Linked DNA regions of Mus musculus: regions 1 and 2 are each linked to region 3. The links are chromatin contacts, called in public Hi-C and HiChIP or PLAC-seq maps. All regions are on one chromosome and are shown on one strand. Each heading gives the region's core, a stretch centred on a gene start, on an enhancer-like site or on the middle of the called end of the contact. The rest is flanking DNA. Distances are from core to core; before and after follow the strand shown. Region 1 has its middle 19 kb from the start of Gm39685. Region 2 overlaps Axdnd1 (axonemal dynein light chain domain containing 1). Region 3 holds the start of Tor3a (torsin family 3, member A).

Evidence for each region. A called contact is a pair of places that touch in the nucleus more often than the background predicts. HiChIP or PLAC-seq counts read pairs in DNA pulled down with a chosen protein or histone mark.
Region 1: a contact with region 3 is called in a Hi-C map of myocytes, with 1.6 times the contacts expected there. The contact joins the enhancer-like site here to the promoter of Tor3a in region 3. A contact is called at or near these places in 3 of 484 Hi-C or Micro-C datasets (B cells, liver and myocytes) and 1 of 115 datasets of contacts at active chromatin or transcription factors (pancreatic cancer cells).
Region 2: a contact with region 3 is called in an H3K27ac HiChIP or PLAC-seq map of regulatory T cells, with 6 times the contacts expected there. The contact joins the enhancer-like site here to the promoter of Tor3a in region 3. A contact is called at or near these places in 12 of 39 promoter capture datasets (the 3T3-L1 cell line, the C10 cell line, embryonic stem cells and 8 more), 7 of 484 Hi-C or Micro-C datasets (CD8 T cells, cardiomyocytes, cerebral cortex and 2 more), 7 of 115 datasets of contacts at active chromatin or transcription factors (astrocytes, bone marrow-derived dendritic cells, embryonic stem cells and 4 more) and 2 of 9 other capture datasets (adipose tissue and liver).

The regions. Positions count from the first base shown.
Region 1 is chr1:157,007,064-157,009,763 of GRCm38.p6, reverse strand. No RefSeq gene overlaps it. Among named protein-coding and RNA genes, the nearest start is that of Gm39685, 19 kb to the right of the region's middle. Within about 2 kb of position 1,398, at least 48 of the 459 cell types and tissues checked have an H3K27ac peak or open chromatin away from gene starts, as enhancers often do. A contact at or near this core is called in myocytes, where this site is marked.
Region 2 is chr1:156,406,905-156,409,604 of GRCm38.p6, reverse strand. The region is part of intron 4 of Axdnd1 (axonemal dynein light chain domain containing 1); the gene reads left to right. Among named protein-coding and RNA genes, the nearest start is that of Axdnd1, 13 kb to the left of the region's middle. Within about 2 kb of position 1,379, at least 43 of the 459 cell types and tissues checked have an H3K27ac peak or open chromatin away from gene starts, as enhancers often do. A contact at or near this core is called in CD8 T cells, memory CD8 T cells and regulatory T cells, where this site is marked.
Region 3 is chr1:156,673,029-156,675,728 of GRCm38.p6, reverse strand. Tor3a (torsin family 3, member A) reads left to right here and starts at 1,390. Exons shown (of 6, transcript NM_023141.2): 1 at 1,390-1,643; 2 at 2,083-2,199. The coding sequence starts at 1,424.

The sequences.
Region 1 (2,700 bases), core at 149-2,648, 330 kb before region 3:
TGAGGATCATAAAAGAAACCAAGTAATGCATAATTAAGTTCCATGCAGTGTGCCTTACCTGCCCTGGACTCTTACTAAAATGCCTGAGTCAGTTGTTCCCGGAAGGACAGGGCGGAGAATCATTCCTGCGCGTTTCTTAAGAAAAGTTCACCCAGTCTCTCCACCGGGCAAAGGTTTCCTGGATTGCTCCAGGGGTGTGAATCTTTCCTCCTGCCTTCTAAAGACGTTTTACAAGTGCGGAGCTAAGCTGCGACCTAAAAGAGTATTTAAGCTTGTATCTCATTGGCTGTTATGAGACAGGGTTCTCTGTGCAGCTCTGGCTTTGTAGAACAAACCGATCTCCAACTCAAATACCCGCTTGCCTCTCCCTCCTGAGTGCTGGAATTAAAGGTGTGCACCACCACTGTCCAGCTAGAATTGCTATTTTACTTCAAATTTCTTTTAAGTTTTTAATCTTTTTAATTTTACATTTTTATTTATCGAACTATTATATATTCATATCATCATAATTTAAACGACATGAAGGTCTCTGTAGAAAAAAGATCTATATGCCCAGAAACCTTTCTTCCTCTCATTGCTCCCACCCCCCAGTCCTCCAGGATCAATTTCTAGTTGATTGATGATGGATTTTAAGATTGGGTCTCACAAAGTTGCCCTGGCAGTCCTCAAACTTCTGAGAAACTAAGACTGCAGATATGTAGCACTATGCCTGTCTCCAATAGATGCTTGGCTTGAGAGTCCCTTTTACAAATCGTTGTCACCTGAAATTATGTCCAGAAATGCACTGATCATCTTCCAACACAGGACACACTTTAAGCTTCTGTGTCATCGCTTCTGTGGGATTGTAGTGATAGTGACGCTGTCCTCACAGAACGGTTCCTTCCTCATGGTGACACATTTGGATGCACACTGTTTAGGAACTCAGCACTCAGTAAAAATTAAATCCTGATGACCCAGTAACTGTTATAATCAGAAAAGGAAACTCTTCTTGCATTGAATATCCAGGCAGGAATTTGTCTCCCTCCTCCTCCCCCACTGTCCCCAGTTCCCCAGTCTTCCAAAACAGCAACCTCTGGGGTTCTTTCCCGCCCCCCTCCCCTCTTCCCTTCCATTTTGGTCTTATCACACTTCACACTATTCCATTTTGGAATTTTGGCTGGAGCAAGAAGAAGCCAGAAAATTCCCCTGGGGTCCTGTCTGCCTTGTTCTCAAAGGTCTCATGGACTGAGCTTCTGAGAATATCCAGCTGCTGGGTCACACAGCCTGCTGCAGATACCTCTCAACGCTGTCTCCAGTGTCTCTTCCAGAATGTTGTTAGCAACATTAGAGCTTCATTCCTGACATTGCTGTTTCCTCCTGGGCCAAATGACAGACACAGATATATTTAAACATGTGAGGTTTCCTGGCTGTCTTTGGTTCCTTAATCCTCCCACTGCAGCTTAGACCTTCCCACTTCAACTCTCACAAACAAATGGACAGTTCTCATTTTTGCAATATGAACATTCATAAGAATATATCCTTCTACATAGCACATATTCCAGTCCTTAAACATGTGGGATAACATCTTGACCTTAGAGGCAGGGAGAGGAGCAGGGCATGACTGCCTCACTGACTTCAGTCAGCATTTCTTAGATGGGAAAGATGGTGCCTCGCTCACTTCTGCATTCCATTCTGTAGTCTGTCAGCTCTATTGCCCCATTCCCTGCCCTTAGCAAATGGGCGTTCAACACTAGTGACTGCATTTGAATCTAATTACATAAATCATGAAAAAGTTTTAAGCCCTGAGTTAAGAAAATCTTTCTCATCTTCATGGTAACTATGAAAGTGACTAGACTAGTACTGTTTTTCTGTGTATGTGTGCATGTATGTTCACGTGTGTGTGGATGCCTGAGCACATGTCTGTGCGTACATGTAAAGACCTGAGGTTGATGTTAGAAGTCTTCTTCAATTGTTCTCTATCTTATTCATTGATGCAGGGTTTCTCAATTGAACCCAGACTTAATGATAAGACTAGTCTAAGCAGCCAGCTTGCTCTAAAGCTTCCCTGTCATGGTCACCAAGAGTGCTGGGATTACAGGTGGGTTGCCACACCCACTCAGCACTTACATGACTTCTGGAGATCCAAACTCCATTCCCTAATGCTTGTATAGCAGGTGACTCAACCACAGGTCCATGTCCCCAGACATGGTACCCGAACTTTCAACTGTTCTCCGTGTAACAAGACACCTTTAGAGCACTACAGTAGGACTCGTCCACTGAAACTACAGTCTAGCAAACTGTTGTAATTTTGCCAGATAAAGGGGTTAAAAGAGATATGGTTCATGAACCCAAGCTAAACGTATCTGTTCTCTCGTTGTAATGTTTTATCATAGACATCTAGAGGCATTAGGTTGATTGCAGTGTGTTCTTCTATTCTGTAATGAAAGCTTTCACCGTGGGGCATGTTGGGGTCAGGCATATCCTCCTCCACCAATCCTGCCTTGACTTTATCCTGTTTCATGACTTTAGTTCTCCGCACCCCCCACCCCCACTCCCACCCCCGTGTTCTAGTTATGGCTCCTATTGCTGTGACAAAACCCCATGACCAAAGCAACTTGGGGAGGAAAGGGTTTATTTGGCTTACACTTCCACATCTAAGGAAGTCAGGGCAGGAACTGAAACAGAGGCAGGAGCTGAAGCAGAGGCCATGGAGGGGTGCTG
Region 2 (2,700 bases), core at 130-2,629, 270 kb after region 3:
CTGCCCTAAAAAAAAAAAAAAAGGTCTGTGAGGAGCTTGTCCAAACAAGAGTCTGGTGGGATTCCATGGTTGGCTTGGTCCTGAGCTAACTGGGAGGTTGGTATTCTGTCTTCCAAATGGATATATATACATATATATATATATATATATATATATATATATACACACACACACACCACACCACACACATATACATATATATGCACACACATAGACATATACACATACATGTATATATAAATATGTATATAAATATTTATATATATATTTATATTTGAACCGTCTCTTTACTCCATTATATTTCTTACTTTAATGGGTAGGTACTTTAGTATAACCTTCTCTGAGTCTAACTCTCTGCATGATTCTAAGAAGTCCATGGCATCTGCCGCACTTGGCATCCTTGCAGTGGTCCAGCTGGGGTCATCCCTGGATGTTGTGGAGCTTCTTTACCGGATTTTCCTAAACTGGGCCAACCTTGGTGCGTGTAGCCGCCTGCGGCCACACTAACTGGGCTCCTGAGTGGGAGGCCAGAGCTGTATGGGAGAGTATGAGAGGAATAACGAGACCAAGACAGATTTCTGATCAAGGCCCAAAGTTTACTAAGAGTCTGTGCTTATAAAGGGGGGAGGCCCATCTCCTGCCACACCAGGCTTCTTGATGCTTTGTTGCTAAGTAGTCTGTCAGAGCTTTTAGCATTAGGTCGCCAAGTCCACAGGTTGTTGGCTATCTCAGGAACATCTCAGGAAGACAGGTTCAGCCTCTCAGCGTAGTGCTTCTTGGAGAAGAGCAGCGGCAGGTGACAGAAAAATAAAGCCATCTAGGTCAGAAGGCTCCACCCCAGGTGGTCTCATTCTCAGTAGCAGCAAGGTCTGAATCAGCCTCCTTCAAGGCAGGGGGAGGCCACAGGTGCTGCCTGTGGGTCAGGAACCTGGTTGTAGCTGAAGTGGAGTACTCCTAATTTCCTTGCTAACTGAATTGCTTTCTGTAAACGATTCCATTTTGCTGAGGCCTCCAACTGAGTTACATCTAAGAAGGGGAATGCCTATCTCCAAGCTGCAGCTATCCAATCAAGCAGTGAATGTGTATCTCCCCTGGAGCTGTCTAACTCATGTTCCAGAGCTTCTGATACGGTGGGATTTTCCCATGACATTTCTAATTTTGTGCATCTCTTTGACCTGGCCGGCAGATCAGTCAACGGGGTCTGCAAGAGAGAGAGAGTGGTATGGAAGGGGCAAGAGACTTGAAGAATGGAGGCAAGACAGGTTGCTGGTCAAGTCCCATTTATTGAAAAACAATTAAGGGCACATAAGCATAAGCTAAGCCTTATGAGTGCAGCTGGAGACACTAAACCACAAGTGACTAGCAGCTGGGGGCACTAAACTGCAAGTCCAGGAAATGTCTGAAAAGAATGAGATGTTATCAGAGTGTGCTCAGCTGTGGTGGGCTGCTTGCAAAAACCGCATGCTAGGAAACAAGTCTCTTGGCAGGGTGGAAAAATACCAGCCTGCAAGTAAAGGGCGGGAGATGGCTGCAGAGTTGATAGCCCCTTTCTCCTAGGAGACGGTTCCCAACATCTCTTGATCTGGTAACATTATTATATCTGCTCCCTTCTCCCACAGTTTCACTATGTAGCATATGCATCCTTCATGCCATTTTGGGCATAATTTTTTTCTAATTTCATTAAGTTCCTGTGGGGTATATGCTCTGGTTCCTATTATTACCTTCTTGGGGCTGGTGTGTCCAGAAGCTCCAAAGCACAGCATGAAATGCCGAGGGCCTTGCCTGCGCAGCCATCAGAGCCAGGCTACGACATATGCCAGACCGGAGGAGAGTGAAGTGAGTGTGTGAATGAATGCAATCCCATTTCACTTTCTATTTGTTTTATTGTTGTTTATGAATAAACACCCGTATAACCTGATAAACTGGCACTCTTTCTCTCACTCTTGGCTCCATCCCTAATCCCAACTTCCCCAAATTGCCCTCCAACTGCCAAATGAGCGCTGTGGTATATCTATCTGTGCCTATATTTACACACCCCTCCCAGAAATACACATCCCAACCAACAATAAAGTAATGAAATATTTTTTGAGATATGGTCTTATTGCCTAGCTTTTGCTAACCTGGAGCTTACTGTGTAGACCAGGCTGGTCTTGAACTCACACAGGTCTGCCTGCTTCTGCCTCCCAAGTTCTGAGATTAAAGGCATACCTACCTTGCCTAAGTAAGAATGTAGTAGATGTAGAATTGTGTATAATTGTATATATTTACATAAAAAGAGAGGGAGGATATAAAATGCCTGCTTTTCCTTGACATAGACACAGCATTCACATGGCCAGCTTCACAAAGACTTCACACACACTTTCTGTGAGCAAAGGAAAACCTTTCTTTTATTAAATTTCAACATGACATTTTCTTTTCTTAATTTTTCTTCTTTTCTGTATATGTGTATGTGTGTGTGTGTGTGTGTGTATATATATATATATATATATATAGAGAGAGAGAGAGAGAGAGAGAGAAAGAAAGAGAGAGAGAGAGAGAGAGACTCACTCACTTTGTAGCTTTGGCTGGCCTCAGGCAAGGATCCACCTGTCTGTGTCTCTTGGGTGCTGAGACTAAAGGTGTGTGCTAGCATCCCATGCTCATTAGGATGTTTTCATACACGTGCCATTTGGCTTTGTTCTGTTAGTCCTCCTTCTGCGG
Region 3 (2,700 bases), core at 141-2,640:
ATATAAAATGCATACATCTAGAAAAGAACAGCCTCTTTAACAAATGGTGCTGATAAACTGGATATCCACATAGAAGACTGATTTCTGCTGTCTCTCACCCAACATAGCAATCAGTTCAAAGTGAACTGGTCTACCAAGTGAGTTCTAGGACAGCCAGGGCTACACAGAGAAACCTTGTCTCGAAAACAAAACAGGCAAACAAAAAATCCAAACAATAACAAAAACCCATAGTATGTTAGACTGTCATGCATGCTCAGATATTTATTTTACTTATTTACAAATTTTATTTATTTATTTTATTTATTTATTTACAACTAAGTGTAAAGAAGTGGGTCAGTTTCCTGCCACCTTGGCAAGCACCCGAGAGTTATCAAAGAAACAGTTTATTTGGTTCATAACCTTGAAGGTCAAGTTCACTACTTACAGACCTCTGGGAAAGGTGGGCAGAGTGCATCGTGGCGGGAGCAATTGGTAGAACAAAACTGCTCACCCACAATTCTCTTTCAAGAACATGCCCCCACCCCAGTAACCCAAAGACCTCCACTAGGGCTCACTTCTAATTTCCACCACCTTCCTCCTGATGCCAAGCTGGGAACCAAGCCTGAGTTTTTGGTGTTTTCTAAATATTGACAGGGTCTCACTATGTAACTGTAGCTGGCTTGGCACTCAGTATGTAGACAAGGCTAGCTTTGAACTCAGAGAGCTGTGCCTGCCTCTGCCTCTGCCTCCTGGTGCATCTGATCAGGTTTTAAAACCTAGCTATGCGTGGGCAAGTACTTAGCCTAACATCTGTAATTCTCACATGATACAATTTCCTCTTAACCCGGGGTTTTCCCGAACTCAAATACCATCCTACCCTACTTCTTGCTTCTGCTAGACTGGCATCCATGAAAGCCTGCTGCTGCTCACTGCTCTCTACTGTTTCATTTTCCTCTTTAGAGGACCAGGCCACCCAGCTCTCCACTGCTCACACTCTTCGGACTGCTTCTGCACCCAGCTGACTCCCCTGACAACAAAAAAACGCTCCCTGCTCAGACGGTTTCATCACCCTCCTGTTGGCAGAAAGCTGACCTACGAGGGCAGGGCACCAAAAGGGGTTCTTATGTGGGAGGCGCAGCTGAATGGCTGGCAGTGGCCATTTCGTGGCCACTTGAGGCCACAGGCATGCCCCAGAATAGCCTGCATCCCGAGGGGCAGACAGGGGCTCAGGATTCCTGCAGTCCGGGACACCAGTTTGAGTTTCATTTCGGATGGGTCTCTGGTCTGAATCGAAACTTGGTTCCATTAGGATGGGTTGCTCAGTCAGCCTCTGCGAGGGCGGAGCGGTCACCACGGCGACGCCAATCCTGGGCCGCGCCGGCTGGTGGGTGTCGATGAGTCCTGGGTCCCGGGACTCTTGGAGGCGGAAGCGCTCGCTCCGGTCATGTTTCTTGGCGCTCTCTGGTTGCTGCTGCTCCTGCCGCTGCGCCCCCCGGGAGCGCAGGGCCAGGAGGCCGACGAGCCCACCCCTTGGCCGAGCGTCAAAGGCCTGAAGGAGCAGCTGAGGAAGGCCGGTGCCCTCTCCAAACGGTACTGGGAGCTTTTCAGCTGCACCTTGTGGCCCGATCACTGTGAAGACCAGGAGACCCCCGTGCCGCCTCTGGGTAAGAGCGGTCCCCGCCGCCGACCCCTCGCTCACCTGCCAGTCTCACTCTTAAGCACTGCGTACTGCAGGCCTGCATCAGGGGCCTGGTCACTGCACCCCACCTCCGCACGACTCTAGGTGCAGCCCCTAGGGACAACTAAAGGTCTGGCTGCTCTGCCGCCCCTCACCTGCCCTGATTTCTCTAGACACTCAAGCCTCCCCATTCTTGCTCGCTTTATTGATGATGGTTTAAGGAAAGCCGTTTGTAGACATACTTGGTGATTGTCCCAACCCCAGATACTTTCACTTCTAAGGCTTAGAGAGGAAGCGCTGGGGCGTACGAGGGAACCTGGCTGTGAGTTGGGACCTGAACTCTGGTTTGGGCGCTGTCACACTGAGAAACCTCAGGACTGTCTCTCTTGTCCCTATCTTGCCATCTCATAGCATTTCCTTTCCAGGCTGGAGCCTTCCTCTGTGGGGCCGGCGGTCGCTGGATGTGCTCACTGCATGGCTCTGTCGCTTTCAGGACTGCTGCAGCGGCGGCGGCGATTGCAGGATCTCCAACAACTTGACAGGTTGGAGCTGACGTGATTTTCAGGGTTCAGGTATCTGGGGGAGGGGGTTGGTGAGTATGGAGAAGCGACTGGTGAGAAACCTACCCCTCACGGGTCTGCAATTATTTGAGGACCTCTCTGACAAGACTTTGAACTCCACGATTTCCAGAAAGGACACTCTCCAACAATAGGGACGACAAAACAGCAGCACTGATAGTGCCCTTAGCGGATGTTACATTATACCAACTAGGAAAAGTGCCCAAATACTTGCTATGTGGCTGTTTTCAAAATACTAGTCCTCAGGAGAGCCAGGCAAGTACTTCATCCCTCAGCCCTCCTGGGTTTTTGTTGTTTGTTTTGTTTGTTTGTTTTTTAGAGTATGGAGATACTTAGTGATTTGTTTATAAAAAGATTAAGAAGTTTAAGATATGTTCTATGGGGTTGTGGGGAGGTATGGAAAGGGGGTGCCTCAGTGGGCCCATGCCAAGGCATCCCTTCCCGCTGAAGGGCCAGCAGGGGAAG